Linked DNA regions of Sus scrofa: region 1 is linked to region 2. A link is a contact called in public Hi-C data. All regions are on one chromosome and are shown on one strand. Each heading gives the region's core, a stretch centred on a gene start, on an enhancer-like site or on the middle of the called end of the contact. The rest is flanking DNA. Distances are from core to core; before and after follow the strand shown.

Region 1 (4,707 bases), core at 2,036-4,535, 250 kb before region 2:
GCAGCTGGGATCCAATCCCTTGTTCAGTAATTCTGTATGCCACAGGGCAGCCAAAAAGTAAACAAATGATAAATCCATTTCTCATCTTAAATGTCATTCAACAATTGATAACAAATAACAAATGGACTGATCTTATTCTCAATACTTAAGACAGTAACTATTGTTAATAGCATATTTCAATACCAGTCTTACGGTACATGCTAACTTAGCCAAATTATTCTATAAAATAAATAAAACAGAAAAATCAAATATCTTTACTAACCTAAGGAATATGCATTTGTTGAGAATTCATAATTTAAAAACAAATATTTAAGATAAATATATGTTTAAGGATAAAATGGTAATCAGGATTCCAATACAAGAATACAGACTAATCACTACTGTTTACTTCTCTCCCTCTCAAAAACCCACTGAAATGAAGGTTTAAAAAAAAGTAGAGGACTTCCTTGGTGGCTCAGCAGGTTAAGGATCCAGCATTGTCACTACTGTGGTGTAGGTTTGATTCCTGGCCTGTGAATTACATGCCAGGGGCACAGCCAAAAAAAAGAGACAGATTAATTAAAATTCTAGAAAAAGAGAGAGAACATCAGCAGTAAAAAGAAAATAAATTTCTGAAGAATCAAATGCAAAAGGATTCAACTTGGTGGAGAAATCAGAGCAAAGGTAGTTCTAACTCCAAACATGCACAGAAGGCTGCAGAAGAGATTGCAGCAACTTTTTACCACAGGAAAAAAAAAAAAAAGGAAAAAAAAAAATCACAGTTTTAGACACTAGAACAGGAGACTATTGCTCTCAGGGATGTGTTCCATACACACTGTCTCATCAGAGGTGTCAACTTATAAAATCTGGGAGCTCTAACACATGACCTTGTAACTAGCGTTTTTACTATTATTCTAAAAACAAACTCCTTTTGTTAAAACTTAAAAGCAATTCAATTTCATGGGGAAAACAAAAAAGATAACACTACAAATAAGAAAAAGAACAGTACCTTAGAGGGCATCCTCCTTAAACTAGTTTCACTGTGTCTATATGTATGTATGTGTGTGTATATAATATAGATATATGTATATACTCATAAACATACTTTTCCCACAAAACTGGGATCACACTTTATAAGCTGTTTTTCTATCTGCCTTTTAATACAAATACCTTTGCATGTCAAAAATACTTTTCTGTAGACTCTAGCTGTGTGCCATTAGGCAGGTTATTTAACTTCTTTGAGCTTCACTCCAAATATAAAAAAGTATCTACCTCATAGATTTATGTGAGAATTAAATAAAATAATCCAAGCAAAATGCCTAGCATAGAGTAAGAACCTAATAATGCTGGCATATTTTATGGCTGCATAACCTCACCAACTACCTGATATAACTTATTTAACCAATTTTCTACCGTTGAACATTTTTTGGCCAGATTTTACCTACTGAAATAACACTGAAGTGAAAATCCATGCAGCTGACTCCTTAATACATCTTACATGTTCTTAGAATGAATTTCTAGAGGTAAAATCCTGGATCAGTGATATGTATAGTTTCCCTTACATTCACCACCACACCTGTTTCCTCATCTCTACCTCATTTTTTTGTTTTTTGTTTCTTAAATAATGATGTTTTGTACTTTAAAAAGCTTGCAGTAAAGGGTATGAAAGCAAAATATTTAGCACTGAAATTTTAATTACTCTCACCTGGGAGCAAGTAAAATGTAAAACGGGATCAAGCTTTCAGTATCATGTTCTGATGTATCTCAAGCACTGTTTTACTCTTCAGGAGCTTTACATTTTAAGAAATTAATTTCAATCTGCAGTTTCAGAATAAATTCAAAGCAACAGTTTGATTTAGTACTTGTTAAACAGTTATTAGTCATTTAAAAGTTGCATAAAAATGTCTTAGAAATGCCTCCAAACTAGTCAAAACTCAGCCTTTCTTGTGAAAACTCTAAAATTAAGAGAGATTTGCTTAGTCTGTTGAGACTCAGAAAGGCTGGGAAAATTTAGCAGAAGCCCTCCCCATTGCTTAAGGGGCCACATGCTCCCCGAACCAAAACACATATTCACGGCTGCTCAGGAGAGTGCTGTGCCTTCTTCAAATTGACACTACTAACAAGCCCCCTTTTCCTGGAAACTGTCATTCCCTGAAGCAACAACATTCGTGAAAAAAAGAAACAAAAACAAAAACATTAGCAAACCTCTTGAAGAATCAGAGCCTAACTAAGGACAGGCACGAGCCTAGCCGGGAGCCAGTATCAGTCTCACCGCCAGTCCCGGATCAACCAAGTTATGCGAAGTGACTAACTCGTGACAGCCTCGGGCGCTGGACACTGGCCACATTGCCACCTCTTTCGGGTCCCAACAATCCTGCAAGCAGCCTGGCCTGGAATGGCTCAATCCCTGCCCTCACCCCAGGACCAAGGTTTGGAATTAGACTTTCGTCACCAGCTAGGAGCCCCTCGTTACTCAACCTCTGGTCGGGAATAAGAACGGGGTCCTCGGTAGAGAGATCAGATATTACAAGAAGTATTACTGGTTTTCCCAACCCGCCCTCACTCCCGAGTTGGGGTCTCGGATGGTTGGGGAAAACTTCGATATGGGTCAAAAATCACGCAAGTCGGAAACCCTCTCACTTATTCTCAGGCCGGGCTTGGGGAGTAGGGAAAAACTAACAGAGGTCAAATGTCACGGATCCAGCTACCTCCACCCAATCTCCAGACGGAGTTTGGGATGGGGGAACCGGGACAGGAATCACGGAGGACCTGAACCGCCCGGAACTCATTCCCAGTCCGGGTTTGGGGGTAATCCTCAGGCTAGAGGTCAAGGGTCAGGGAAGAACCTCCCCTTCTCTTTGCCCACGAGTCGCTGTCAAGGGCTGTCGGCAACTAAGGGTGCGCGGCGGCCATAGTACCTGAGTAGAGGCCAGCGCCTGCTGGAACTGCTGCTGTTCCTCACTGATCTTTTGCTTCAGTTTCTTGAACATGGCGCAGCGCGGGGTCCTGAGTATGGATGAAACCCGAGGGGGGTGAGCGCCCAGGGAGACCCTGCCGCAGCGGCTACGGAGGCTTCTCTACACCTGGGACCGCGGGGGCTGGGCCTCGCCGCCTCCTTCCTGGGCTCGCGGGCGGACTGGGACACTCCTCCTGCGGCTGTCGGCGTCGCCGCCGCCGCGTCTCTCTCTCCTGGGTGCCACTGGTTGGCCTCGGCCCCCCATCCAGCCCCGGCAGCGGCGGCGGCGACAACGGCAGCAGGTGAGCGATGTGCCAAAGGCGCCTGCGCGGCCTACGTGGAGCTCGCCGAGAGAGCTCTACGGGACGCCGGAGGGGACAAGCTCGAAGTCGGGCCCGCACATGCGCGCTCCAGCGACACCCCCGAAGGCGGGAACTGGGAGGGAAAAACCAGGTTCTTTGCGTCCTACCCGCGGTGCGTGCAGCGATGCCCTCAGAGCCAAGTCATGGCTGGTCTGAGCGCCACACTGACACACGCCCGGGCTTCGGCACTGCCAAGTAAGAACGCGTCTACTGAGAACCGAAAGGCTGACAGTCCCACCGCAAAGAACTGGGTGAGGTGGTGTCCGTGGCGGAGAAGATGGGAGATCCAGAGAACCTGCCAAGGGCTCCGAAGGATAGTGTGCTTTTGTGCAGTATTTGTGGTTAGGATTCTGGGTCTCCAGTGTTTCATACTCCTCCTGCTTCCCAGAAGGTCCCGTTTCCCTTCGCTTGACTCCTCCAGGAACCAACAAGTGCCCGACACGAGGCTCCGGGGTTCAGATGTTTCAGGCCGTTATTGTAAGATCCCAGTCGTTTGGACATCGCCTTTATTATTTTTTTTTTTATTACACCGAATCGTGTACTTTCATATATTTATTCAAAAATCTTTATCATGCTAAGTTCCAGGCCCTTGGGGACTTCTCTTAGTCCATGACAGAACAAGTAGACAAAAAAATCGCTAAGGATATAGAGAACTTGAGTCAGCTAATATTGCCTAATTGATCTGTGAAAAGACCCAACAATTGCAGCATACACATGGAACATTCACCAAGACAGACCATGTGCTAAGTCATAATACAGGTCTCAATTAACTTCAAAGGATTAATATCATATAGTGTGTTCTCTGATCACAAATTAAATTAAAAATCAATAAGAGTTATCCAGAAAATCCTCTGATATTTGCAAATTATGCAACACACTTCCAAATAGTTGTTTGATCGAAGAACAAAGCACAAGAGGAATTAGAAAATATTTTTTAAAGAATGAAAATGAAAATAGAACATATCAAAATTTGTTCAGTTCAGCTAAAGCAGTGCTTACATGGAAGATAACAGTATTATGTGCTGATATTAGAAAGGAAAAAAGATTGAAAATCAACAATCTTAAGAATCTTAAGAATTTTGAAAAAGGAAGAAAAAATTAAAAAGTAAATGGAAGGAATAAAATAATAAAAATACTGAGCCAAAGATCCATGGTTCAAAACAAACAATAGGAAAAAACCAACAAAACTAAAATTTGGTTTTTGGAAAAGATTAATAAAATTGTTAAGCCCTTAGTAAGACTCATGGAGAAAAAGAAAAATACTAATTATCAATATTAGGAGGTAAAGAGGGGATATCAGTATTAGGAGTTAAAGAGAGGTCTACAGATAAAGGGAACATGGAACACAAATTGTCAAAACCCAGAGTCCTTCAGTGAATGAGTGGATAAACTGTGGTATATCCCTATCAT
Region 2 (4,536 bases), core at 772-3,271:
GTTCGTCTGTCAATGGGTGGCTCAAGGTGTGCTGGTTTCGAGTCAAATATGAAAAAGCCTTTTCACAAATCTTGCTACTATCAAACAAGGATGCTACCTTACAGGCAACCCCTTTGATAATTGGGTAAGATTCAGCAGACAGTCCGGCATAGAATTGCCCCAAGTCTTTGGTTCTGTATTCGTTCCAAAGATTAGTATTTGCCTGAAGTTTTGTTAGCTCCACCCTTACTGAAATAGGTGCATATTCAGCTTTAAAGCTAAATGGATTTGCAAAAAGCTCTAAGTCCTTTTTAATGAACTTGAGGTCCTTGAAATGTCTCTCAAATTCTTTTTGTAGGCGACAGATCACTACTTGATACCTTTCAGGATCAAGTATTTTTTCATCTTCTTGAAGATGCTCTTTAAGCTCATCAACAACTTCTCTCAAGGCGGCAAAGTGTGTTAGATTTTTTTCCTCGATATGTCTCTGAAGTAAATTCAGCTTAACTTCAAAGGTACAAATATGGTCAAAGGCAGCAGCAGCAAAGACTTTACTTACTCTCAATAGTTCGCTGAGTTCTCGAAGGTGGTCCATAATATCCACCAAAAAGCCAAAGTCACAAAGCCACTGCTTGTCTGTGAAATGGACCGTTGTTGCCCCTATTGAAACCAAAAATGTTTTTATCTCTTTTCTTAAAGAAAATATTAGTTTTAAGGTCTTCCCTCTTCTAAGCCAATTGTTCAGACAGCGTCCATTAACCCTTTCACCATGCTCTGATTCCGATTCAGTTAGTAAAGCCTGAAATTCTGGCCGCCTAACGCCTCTGGTCTTAATCAAAACTATCCATTCAGATATGGCATTTATGATCTGATTAACATCCACATCGTAGGAGCTCAACAGTTCCAAGTGAAGAAACCCCGAATAATGGATAACATTCCAACAGTTGGGGCTTACAGCCTTTTCTCTCATGTATGACACCAGCCCTGAGTTCTCACCAATCATCCTCAGAGTGTGGGTCGTGGTCAGTCCAACCATCCGCTGCAGGCTAAGCCCTGCAGTTTGCAGGGCCTCAAGGATTGCCGCCATGAGGGCACCAACACTGAAGTGCTGAGTCAGGTTGATGATGGTCAGAAGCTCTTCCTGCACCTCTAAATCGTGGCCCACGCCGCGGACAAAGACGAGGAGGTAGTTCTCATAGGCCACAAAAGCCTGGTCGTCCAACGCAAGGGAATAGGCCTTAAAGTCCTTGGCTCGGTTAAAAAGCTGACTGCGTAGATTCTGGTTAATGTCTAGGACCCTCTGCTGCGTGATCTCCGGAGATAAATCAATGCCATCCATAACGCCTACGTGATCAGGCAGCACATCTCTGAGCATCACCTCCATGCACCGGTACACGAAGTCCCCCTCACCCCAGCCGCGACCCTTCAAGGCCAAGAGGCGGGTGAGCCCGAGGCCTGCACGAGCAGCTCTCTCCTCCGGGGTGAGCGGGGCGGCATCGGGCAAGTCGCCCTGACGCAGACGCTCCACCAGGGCCGCGCGCTCGCCCTCCGCCACATACCGCTCGTAGTAATCGTGCTCCGCCTCGTAGTGGTGCCTGACATCGGGTTCGCCATTGGCTACGACCAGGCGGCGACAGACCAGGCACAGGGCGCCTTCGCCTTCCGGAGGCTCCACAACCAGGTAACGCTGAGTCCACTCGGCCTGGAAACCCCGAGGCTCCTCGATTTCCATTTTGCTCCTCTTGGGCGTCATCCACATCTCACGGGAGACCACTGGATCTGGGCCGACCTCCCGGAGGCCGCAAGGAGAGGGGAGGAGCAGGAGCGATCCCCAAGCGCCAACTCCGCTCTGCGCCAGATCACCCCAGCTGGGGAAACCACTGGGGTTCCGGCACCTTGATTCCTATTGGCTGGAGATTTCGTATTCCCCTGCCGCAAGCATGAGCCAATAGGAAGAGCGGACACTGATTTTTAGCGCGCAGGCGCATATCCTTCTCGCTGCAAAGTGCACTAAAGCCGCCTAAGGAGGGCTAAGAGAACAGGAATCATGGAGCTAAGAACTTGACTGGCATTCAAGATGCCCAATCAGTACCTCTCTGTCCCGGAAGTGGTGTTGCCGCTAGAGGGCGGGACGGGACGGCGTCAGCAGTGTTGCTGGAAGGATGTGGGTGCGAAGCTCTAAGGAGATTGGCTGAAAGCCCTTCCAGTGAGCGTCTCACCGTTACACGGCCTGCTCTGGCGCCAAAATGTCGCAGGTACCGGGAGTTATCCGGCGGTTGGACGAGACAGTGGTGAACCGCATCGCGGCAGGGGAGGTTATCCAGCGGCCGGCTAATGCCATTAAGGAGATGATTGAGAACTGGTACGAAGGGAGGAGTCCAGGCTTCCTTAGAACCTAACGGGCCACTGCTCAGGATGGCGCGGACACGCCTCTCTGCCCTGAGTGGAGGGGTGTGCCGCGCGCCGCCGCCGCGGGGAGGCCGGGGTCCTGCCTTCCTCTCTCCCGGGTCCTCGAGCGTCCCTTCGAGACTTTAGGGTTGATGGGGGCACAAAGAGAGGGCGATACAGTATTGTTTTAATGGTGCCATCAACTAAGAGAAATTCTAAAATTATATGTGCAGAAGATGCAACTTTTTAAACGTTTAAAAAGCTTTTTACATTTAAGAAGAAAAAACACCCCTCTCTTCATCCTTCAGAGGGCGTCAGTTTCTTGCTTATTCTGTATACATTCAGAAGTACAATTCCTTTTTAATTTTTTTTTTCTTCTCGGGCCGCTCCCGCGGCATATGGAGGTTCCCAGGCTTGGGGTCCAATCGGAGCTGTAGCTGCCGGCCTACGCCAGAGCCACAGCAACGCGGGATCTGAGCCGCGTCTGCTACCTACACCACAGGTAGGTAGCAGACGCGTCTGCTCACAACAACACCAGATCCTTAACCCACTGAGCAAGGCCAGGGATGGAACCCGCAACCTCATGGCTCCTAGTCGGTTTCGTCAACCCCTGAGCCACGATGGGAACTCCTGAATTTTATTTTATTTTATTTTATTTTTTAATTTTATTTATTTTATTTTATTTTTTTTACTTTATTTATTTTATTTTATTTTTTATTTTATTTTATTTTATTTTACTTTATTTTATTTATTTATTTTATTTTATTTAATTTTATTTTTTTATTTTATTTATTTTATTTTATTTATTTTATTTTATTTTTGCCATTTCTTGGGCCGCTCCCAGGGCATATGGAGATTCCCAGGCTAGGGGTCTAATGGGAGCTGTAGCTGCCGGCCTACGTGCCAGAGCCACAGCAACGCAGGATCCGAGGGGCGTCTTCGACTTACAACATAGCTCACGGCAATACCGGGATCGTTAACCCACTGAGCAAGGGCAGGGATCGAACCTGCAACCTCATGGTTCCTAGTTGGATTTATTTCCACTGCGCCACAATGGGACATTTTATGAGGGTCTTTTAAGAACCTGAGGCTGAGTAAAGTTTGTGAAACAGGTAGTAGAATTAGTTGAGAATTAGGTAAGAAAGAGGCATATGTTAAGTAGTCCCACTTGTTTTTTTTGTCTTTCATCTTTTTAGGGCCGCCCCTGCAGCATATGGAGGGTCCCAGGCTAGGGGTCTAATCTGAGCTGTAGCTGCCAGCCTACACCACAGCCACAGCCATGCCAGATCTGAGCCGCATCTGCGACCTACACCACAGCTCACAGCAACGCTGGATCCTTAACCCACCGAGCGAGGCCAGGAATCGAACCCAAAACCTCATGGTTCCTAGTTGGATTCGTTTCCGCTGCGCCACAACGGGAACTCCAGTATTCCCACTTCTAACTTCCCTTTCTTTTTTTCCTAGAGGAACAGAAATGTTGCTGAATGTCGTATTGGAAATGATGTTTTTCCCTCTGCCCCTTTCTTCCCTCTCTCTCATACAATATGTAAACTGATAACAGTGTAGTCACAGAGCCTGTAGGCAAAGGAAAAACACAGTAATTGGTCTTATATTTGTCTGGAATTTGTTCTTATCCCTGGACTCATATTAAGATTTGTGCATTAGGAGTTCCTGTTGTGACTCAGTAGTTAACGAATCCGACTAGGAACCATGAGGTTGTGGGTTCAATCCTTGGCCTTGCTAGGTAGATTAGGGATCCGGTGTTACGGTGAGCTGTGGTTTAGGTCACAGACGTGTCTCGGATCCCGCATTGCTGTGGTTGTGGCGTAGGCTGGCAGCTACAGCTCCGATTAGACCCCTAGCCTGGGAACCTCCATATGCTGCAGGAGCAGCCCTAGAAAACGCAAAAAGACCGAAAAAAAAAAAAAAAAAAGTTTTGTGCATTAGAGTGGTTGCAAATTATTATTATTTTTGTTTGATTTGTCAGTTTAGATGCAAAATCCACAAGTATTCAAGTGGTGGTTAAAGAGGGAGGCCTGAAGTTGATTCAGATCCAAGACAATGGCACTGGGATCAGGGTAAGTAAAACCTCAGAGCAGCAGGATGTTTGTGTGCTTTATGTGCTGTATCTGCAGGAAGTGACATAACTTTTCTCTGTTCTGGAAACTT

What was found. A called contact is a pair of places that touch in the nucleus more often than the background predicts.
Region 1: a Hi-C map of skeletal muscle shows a contact between it and region 2, with 7 times the contacts expected there. The contact joins the promoter of GOLGA4 here to the promoter of EPM2AIP1 in region 2. A contact is called at or near these places in 2 of 47 Hi-C or Micro-C datasets (heart right ventricle and skeletal muscle) and 1 of 2 datasets of contacts at active chromatin or transcription factors (alveolar macrophages).

The regions. Positions count from the first base shown.
Region 1 is chr13:22,123,709-22,128,415 of Sscrofa11.1, reverse strand. GOLGA4 (golgin subfamily A member 4) reads right to left here and starts at 3,285. Exons shown (of 27, transcript XM_005652395.3): 1 at 2,898-3,285. The coding sequence starts at 2,969.
Region 2 is chr13:21,875,348-21,879,883 of Sscrofa11.1, reverse strand. It overlaps EPM2AIP1 (EPM2A-interacting protein 1), which reads right to left and starts at 2,021. Exons shown (of 2, transcript XM_005652390.3): 1 at 1-2,021. The coding sequence starts at 1,738. It overlaps MLH1 (mutL homolog 1), which reads left to right and starts at 2,164. Exons shown (of 19, transcript NM_001172367.1): 1 at 2,164-2,341; 2 at 4,355-4,445. The coding sequence starts at 2,226.